Linked DNA regions of Rattus norvegicus: region 1 is linked to region 2. A link is a contact called in public Hi-C data. All regions are on one chromosome and are shown on one strand. The core of a region is the stretch at or near the end of the contact, and the rest is flanking DNA. Distances in the headings are between cores, read along the strand shown.

What was found. Hi-C and Micro-C count contacts between places; a contact is called where the count stands out from the background.
Region 1: a contact with region 2 is called in a Hi-C map of the A7r5 cell line, with 3 times the contacts expected there. The contact joins two enhancer-like sites. A contact is called at or near these places in 3 of 12 Hi-C or Micro-C datasets (the A7r5 cell line, Schwann cells and frontal cortex).

The regions. Positions count from the first base shown.
Region 1 is chr16:8,070,090-8,073,424 of GRCr8, reverse strand. All of the region lies in intron 1 of Tmem273 (transmembrane protein 273), which reads right to left. Among named protein-coding and RNA genes, the nearest start is that of Tmem273, 16 kb to the right of the region's middle. Within about 2 kb of position 1,909, at least 9 of the 93 cell types and tissues checked have an H3K27ac peak or open chromatin away from gene starts, as enhancers often do. A contact at or near this core is called in the A7r5 cell line, where this site is marked.
Region 2 is chr16:7,847,255-7,850,683 of GRCr8, reverse strand. No RefSeq gene overlaps it. Among named protein-coding and RNA genes, the nearest start is that of Drgx, 12 kb to the left of the region's middle. Within about 2 kb of position 1,638, at least 5 of the 93 cell types and tissues checked have an H3K27ac peak or open chromatin away from gene starts, as enhancers often do. A contact at or near this core is called in the A7r5 cell line, where this site is marked.

The sequences.
Region 1 (3,335 bases), core at 660-3,159, 220 kb before region 2:
ATAACGCTCCATACCCCTCTACAGGTAGAGGATGTGACCACAAGTGATGTAGTCTGAAGACAGATCTCCATTATAATGAGGTACCTAAAGGCCTGGAGGCTTAGCCAAGGACTTTCCCTTCCCAGCCTCTCCTCCCTGCAAAAGGTATTTAATCTCAGGCCCACTCTGAGAAGGGAGGTATAGTTTTACTCATCCACTTTCTGCCATGACAATAAATGTCTTGAAACCATGAACTGCCTCTTTTCATCGGAATCCACTATGGGGAGCCATAGAGAAGGCCTTCACCTACAGAGCCATCTAATCTCCTAAAGAAAGCCTCCTTGCACTCCTAGCAGCGACAGCCAAGCTCAAGCCTACTGTAGTCAAGCCAAAGACAGGACCAGGCAGGACCAACCAAAGCTCCCCCTCTTCCCCACCTCAGCCCCAGGATCCAGTCCCTCGGGCCTGCCCAAGAGCCTGAGAACCAGGCTGCCTCCCCTCCTTGCAAGCCCAGGGACCCCCGAGCCAACTCTGGCTGTGTCCTGTGCCACAGACTGTGCTTCCCCACCCGTGGAGCGGTGTCCAGAGGCTTCCCCACAGCACAACACCTGTCCGGTAAGCACAGTCAACTTCCAACATCCTGCTTCCCTGAGTGTCTTGAGCCCTATGGTGGAGCAGACATGGGGCCCCACCATTAATCCTACAGAGTTCACCTACCCCTCCCCAGAATACCCCTAATATGCTTTAAGTCAGGTCTATGAGCTCACTTTGGGGTCTCTCCATCTTTATAGATGGTAGACCCCAGCATGCTGGACCTCAGCAGAATAAAATGTTCTTTGAGTTTACATACTATTTGGGTCCCGGGTATCATTCTTCAGCAAATCGTGGACTCTTACAGGTCAGCTGGTTTCTATGTTTGGTGGGGAGTGGAGTCATTGTAACAGTTCAGGATTTATTTTTACAGACTGGTTTCACTTCTAATTGTGTGTATACACAGGTGTCTTCATGCATGTGTAAGTCCACATGACTAAGGAGACTAGTAGAAATATCAGTCCTCCTGGAGTTATGAGTACAGGCAGCTATAAGCTGCCTGGATTTGGTGCCGAGAACTAAATTTAGGTCCTCTAGCAGAGCAACAAGTGATGTTAGCCACTGATCATTTATCTCCTCAGCCCCTAGTTTGGAAGTTTTATCTGAGACACTTGACAAGCAAGTGAATCCTGGAGATTCTGAAGCAAATCTCACAGCCTTGTTTGGACTACAGTTCCTTTTGGAAACATACAGATATCTCTTTCCTACAGAAATCTACCCACACAATGTGCACCTGTTCACATGCGTACACACACACACACACACACACACACACACACACAATGACCTTGATTTTCTCTATTGGATGAAACCCCCAATAAGCTCCATTGCACTGACATTTCTTTACATTAAGCCTGCTGCTGCAGCTACACTGAACCACTTGTGGACCTAGGAAAGACCCAGAACTGCACTCACGGGCTACGGGTGAGAGCAGGATTTCTGGCTGACATTCCAACCTCAGAAATGTGTCCCATTCTCCCCTTGGACCAAACTCTTTGCTGACAGATACACCTCTTTCTGTTTGTAGTGGACAGAAGGCAGGGACCATGAACGGCATCCTCTAGGGAGGCCAGGTCCCTAGGGGTCAGCCTGCTTTTAACCCCCAATCATCAACTTCCCAGGTCTCCTCTTTGGGTCCTCGGCTTGGTGAGCGTTGCTCTTAATGGGAACATTTGTTATGAACACAGATGGCACTGACAGGGAAATGAGGACACAGATGAGAAAGCCAGAGGCCTGTATGCAGAGCCAGGAGCAAAACCCGGCAACCCAGAGGCTGTCACTGCAGCTCAGACCACTGGGGAAGAGGGAAGAGAGCATGGAAGGAAGCTCTAACCAACGTCAGAGCCCCAAGCCCTGCCCAGGCCTCCCCAGGTCCCGCCCTAGTTAACAATACGACCCAGGTTCATGTTTTCCTGAACACTGGGATCCTTCTTCTGGGTCCCAAGGCTGGGACTCCTGCCTTGTGGTCAGCTCAGCCTTTGCAGGTCCCTGAGACACCACCCTCTCTGTACTGTGCTTGGATCCCCGCTAAGCCTTGAGGCATTCCAGTAATCTCTGAATCTTCCAGTTTAGGAGATTTCCTTCCTTCCCGCTGAGGGAATTATCTTATGGAGACAAACCTAGTCAGTGGGTGGAGCTGTGCACTAGAGCAATAATTCCTGCTAGCCAGCCCTCTGGCCACTCGGCGGCAGCCTTTCCCCTCCTCAGGGAGAAAAATCCTCCCTATCCGCCCTAGCTCCTCTGCTCTCGCTATCTCACTGGGAGGTCTAGCCCTGCTCTCTAATGAGCCCCTGGGTAAGGATCCATCCAGCAGGCGACCTGCCTCCTGCTAGGGTCACGAGCTGGGGGAGTCCCTCTTGGGCTGTAGAGAGCCTCACCAATCCCCCAGCTCTGCAAAGGCTGGAGGATGGATAGCCCTAGCAGGGCTTGTCTGCCAACAGAGTCATGGAACTGCAGGATGCCTTGCCCTGCACTGGGATGTGTGAGACCCCAGGAGGAAGTTCGAGCAAACCCAGCAGGAGCTTCCGCCCACAAGTTTTGTAGGAGTTCTTGTAATGAGACAGAGCAAAGTACTGGAACCGGCTCTTAAGAGCCTGTGCAGTCCGGACCTGGATGGATATATCATGGCTGCTGTCCCTGAGGCAAATGTCACCTGCTACCTCTAACCCCATGATCCTGGCTGCAACATGCAGGCATGTGCACATGCACATGCATGTGCACGTGTGTGTGCATGCATGCGTGCATGTGCACAGATGTGCACTGTCCCTCATCCCTGTCCCTGATGAGCTGGGTGATGAGGTTGAGCATAACTTCAGCTGCTGCCTTCTAGATGGACTTCCTAAGACCTTGGCACTTTCCGGAGAAGGAGCCCACATAGCCTTCAAGTGTGGATAGGTGGCGTCCTATACACAGGAGCTCTCTTTCAGAGGAACGTACATCAAGGCACTCAATTGTCTCTCCACACCCCATTTGGGTTTAAAGCAGCTTCAGACAAATTTGATGAGGACACAAACACAGCAACCTCTCTGTGCCTCTGCAGCCTGTGGCCCGCTCTGCAGATGGCTCCTGTAAGAGTTTATGGCTCTTGAACTAGAGGTGTAGGTAACTAGGGGTAGAGGACTTACTCAACATGCATGAAGACCAAGTTCTTTGCTGGAACTGAAAAGGGGGGAAAGACAAGAGTAAAGGCCCTATCAAGTAGCCGAGCCTCCCTTCCAGCGGAAGAAGGCAGGGCCACCTCAGGAGAGCCAAGAAGACTGAGCCCA
Region 2 (3,429 bases), core at 389-2,888:
TTACACCCAAAGTAAGACCAAGCCTCTCCTCAATTCCCACCATTCTCCCCACCCCTCTCCTTCCACTTTCTGTCATGCTCTATTCTAGCATTTCTTCCTCCCCATCACTTCAGCCTAACCCGTTAATGCCTGTGCTAAATCCAACTGTCTCTGAGTGATCCCGTGTCCTCTTCTCTCTGCAGTCGCCTCGCTGGGAGCACCTGCCTTGGCTCTCCTGCCTTTGACGTTTAGTGGGGGGATTGCTGAGAAGGGAGGAGGAGCACTGGAGAGAGGGTAGAAGGGAGGGAAGCTCCCCCAGAAGATGCCCTGCTGTTCGGCTGGAGCACCGGCTCTGTCTTATGCTGCGTTAGTGTCTTGTCTACAATATGGAACACGTGCACACAGCACACTGTGCGCCGTGCTTCACACGCTACCCCCCGTGCAGCATCCCACCCCGCACGCAGCGCCGACTGCTCTCTGACTTCTGAAAATGTCTGAGCCTAAACCCCTCATTCAGACTTCAAGTGCTGTATCATGGTTGTCTTTCCTTCTCTTGTGTTCTTTTGGAAACGTTCTCTAAAGCGAACTGAACTTAAGGTCGTTCACACATTACTACCTCAGGATAAACCTCCCTCACATGTTCTCAGGCACCGTGCCAACATTTTATATGAACTTATCACAGGCATCATTTTAAAAAGAATGAGAAGCCGCAGCACCTGCTTCTGTGGGGCAGTCTCTCATGTAAGGCCACACTGCAAATGTCTCTCCCTGTTATTAACTGTCCTTGCCCGTGCTCCAGCTGCTTCTGTCAGTAGGCAGGATATACATCCACCCGCTGTAACACAGTCTATAACAATGGCTTAAACAGCCATTTTGACCCTCCGAAGTGGATGTCAAGGGTACCATGAGAATGTAGAATCCATGCAGTCTAAGAATTCCCCCCAAATTTGCATTATAACCCCCCCCCAGGGAGATGGAAAGGGGGCCCCAAAGGACATAACTTTCCTTAAAGAACACACTTTCGAAGTCCTGGAACCATTATTTCTGTTCTCGTCCCATCAGCCACCCTATTGGTAGGGAAGCTTAGAAACCATGTCTTGGCTTCCACATGCCCAAATACAGATAGACAGACAGATCAACAGAGTCCAGACGTCCAGATAGAACTTGCTGAGCCCCACCCCCAATCTCACCCCACCCCTGACAACCAGAAGTTGACTGGGGAGGACCAGGAGTCAGTCAGCAGCCCAAGGCCAAAGGACTCCTCAAGGGAGGTTAGAAGGCTCTAGAGACAAGCATGGCGTCAAAAATATTTCCAAGGTCAAATGTCAAAGGAGGTAGGAGCCCACCTAGGCCAGTTCTCCAGAAGAGCCCTCAGTGACTTTTCTAGGCCCAAGGGGCTGTTATAAACGGGGATCTCTGCCTACTGTCCTAAAGAAAGCTCCCTCAAGTGGCCAGAGTTCTTGGGTAACTAGGCAGTTATGTAAACTTCACAACATGTTAATTCAGAATAGCAACTAGTGCCAAAGGAAGTGGAGGCAGCCAAAGAGGGGGCAGTCATCTAGACAACCCCTATGCAGGAAAGCACAGGCGCTAAGACAGACAGTGCTTTCTCCATCTCCAGCATTTTCCCAGCCCCATGTCCCCAGATGAGACCTAGACAAAGGCATGAATCAACCAAGAGATATGCTGCAAAGTCAGGAAGTCAGGGAATCACCCAGCCCAGAATCACGCTCATCTGTTTCATCTGATACCACAAGTTGCCACTAGATGGCACCAAACTGCAAGAGGGAGAAATGCCCTTCTCTTAGCTGCAGCAGCCACTTCAGAACAAGGCAGGAGCTGTTTTTACTGAGGTGTTCCCGGCTCCTGTCTGGGCCCTTGCAAGGGTAAAGCTCAGAAAATGTGCAAATTTCTCCTGATTGGAGGGAGAATGGATGGGTGGGTGGGTGGATGGATGGATGGATGGATGGATGGATGGGCAGGTGCAGAGTTGACTCCTCTCCCTAAAAGACCTGGACACTACTTCTCCTTTGCTGTGTGTGTGCCCTGGCCTTCCTAGATGTCCCCTCACTTCATGAGGTTCTGGGGTCTGGAAGAGTATCGCGGTTGCACGGAGTAATGAGATCAAGTCTTCTACCTCTATGTGGGAGAGAAGAGGAGCAGGGGAGCACTGGACATGCCCTCGCACTGCATCTATGTCTCCTGGGGCAATCAGAGTAAAGGCCTTCCCTGTACCCAATTCCCACCCAGCCAAGCAGCCCTACTGTGGCCTTCCCACCCTGACATTGTTTCATCTGAAGATCGCCCATGACTGGCCTACGAAACTCTGGCATTGACGCTGCCTCAGCTCCAGATGATCTCTTTAAGATTTCCTGGACCCCTCCTTCCTACCCTGCAGTGGCCATGTTCCTGCTTTGACTTCCTTCTTGGGGATTCTTTCACATGTTTTGTGGGTTCATGCTGAGGCTCCTTCTCTTCAGTGCCATGCCAGCTGCATGGTGTACCCTGACATCTACAACAGAACCCTGTGCACTGAGATTTGTTATCTAAAGGAAGCTCCGACCCCTCTCTGACTGAGCGAGTACCAGGAAGCCGCTGGCCCCATCGACCATCCTTACCCAGAACTCCCCACCACCAGGCACGAGCTGTACATTTGGTTTGTTTGCTTTGGAAAAAGAATTTCTAGCTTTCTTGAGGTCCGATTGACAAGTCCTTTTAGAAAGGCATGCACATTCATTGTGAATTGGTATCTAATTAACATCAGGGACATTTCACAAGTTACTCGTTTTTGTAAAAATGGTTGGCATAGTTATGATTTACTCAGTTCTCGAATGACAAGCATGCGACACAATCTTTGACCTACTGCTCATTACGCCCCAGAACTTACTGATTCTGTGTACAGAAATCTTGTGCCCGTGGGCTAACAAGCCCCATTTCTCCCAACTTCCAGATGCTTCCAACACCTACAGTGCCGTCTGCATCTGAGTGTGGCTTCTTGAAATACCAGGAGAAGCCAGCACAGTACACAGGCCCATTCCTGGTGACCCCGGCAACCTTGAATCCTGTCTTCAACCTCATTTCCTTACAATGGCTAGAATAAACAGACCAAATATAGTTGTCACTTCATTCTCTCTGCTCAATGAGCCATAATGAAAGTAGACAAAAAGATGTTCCCAGACACCTCCAGGGCCACAGCCAATGGTGAGGGACCAGGCAGGGTCCCTGGTGATTGAAGCCTCAAGATTCAGGTTTCATTAACTGTAATTCTGGCTGGCTCTGCCCAGAAACACCATCATTTATTCATTCCTCTGCCTTTGGCTCTGAGCCTGCCACCCTTGCCGGATGCCTGCCCTTCTGAAGAGTCACTGGGAGCCCAGGGACAATGGAAATTTCCCAAGGGCCAGGTGCAGGGAGCTGTTGGCCATTTTCACAGAGGTCGTAGACCACATT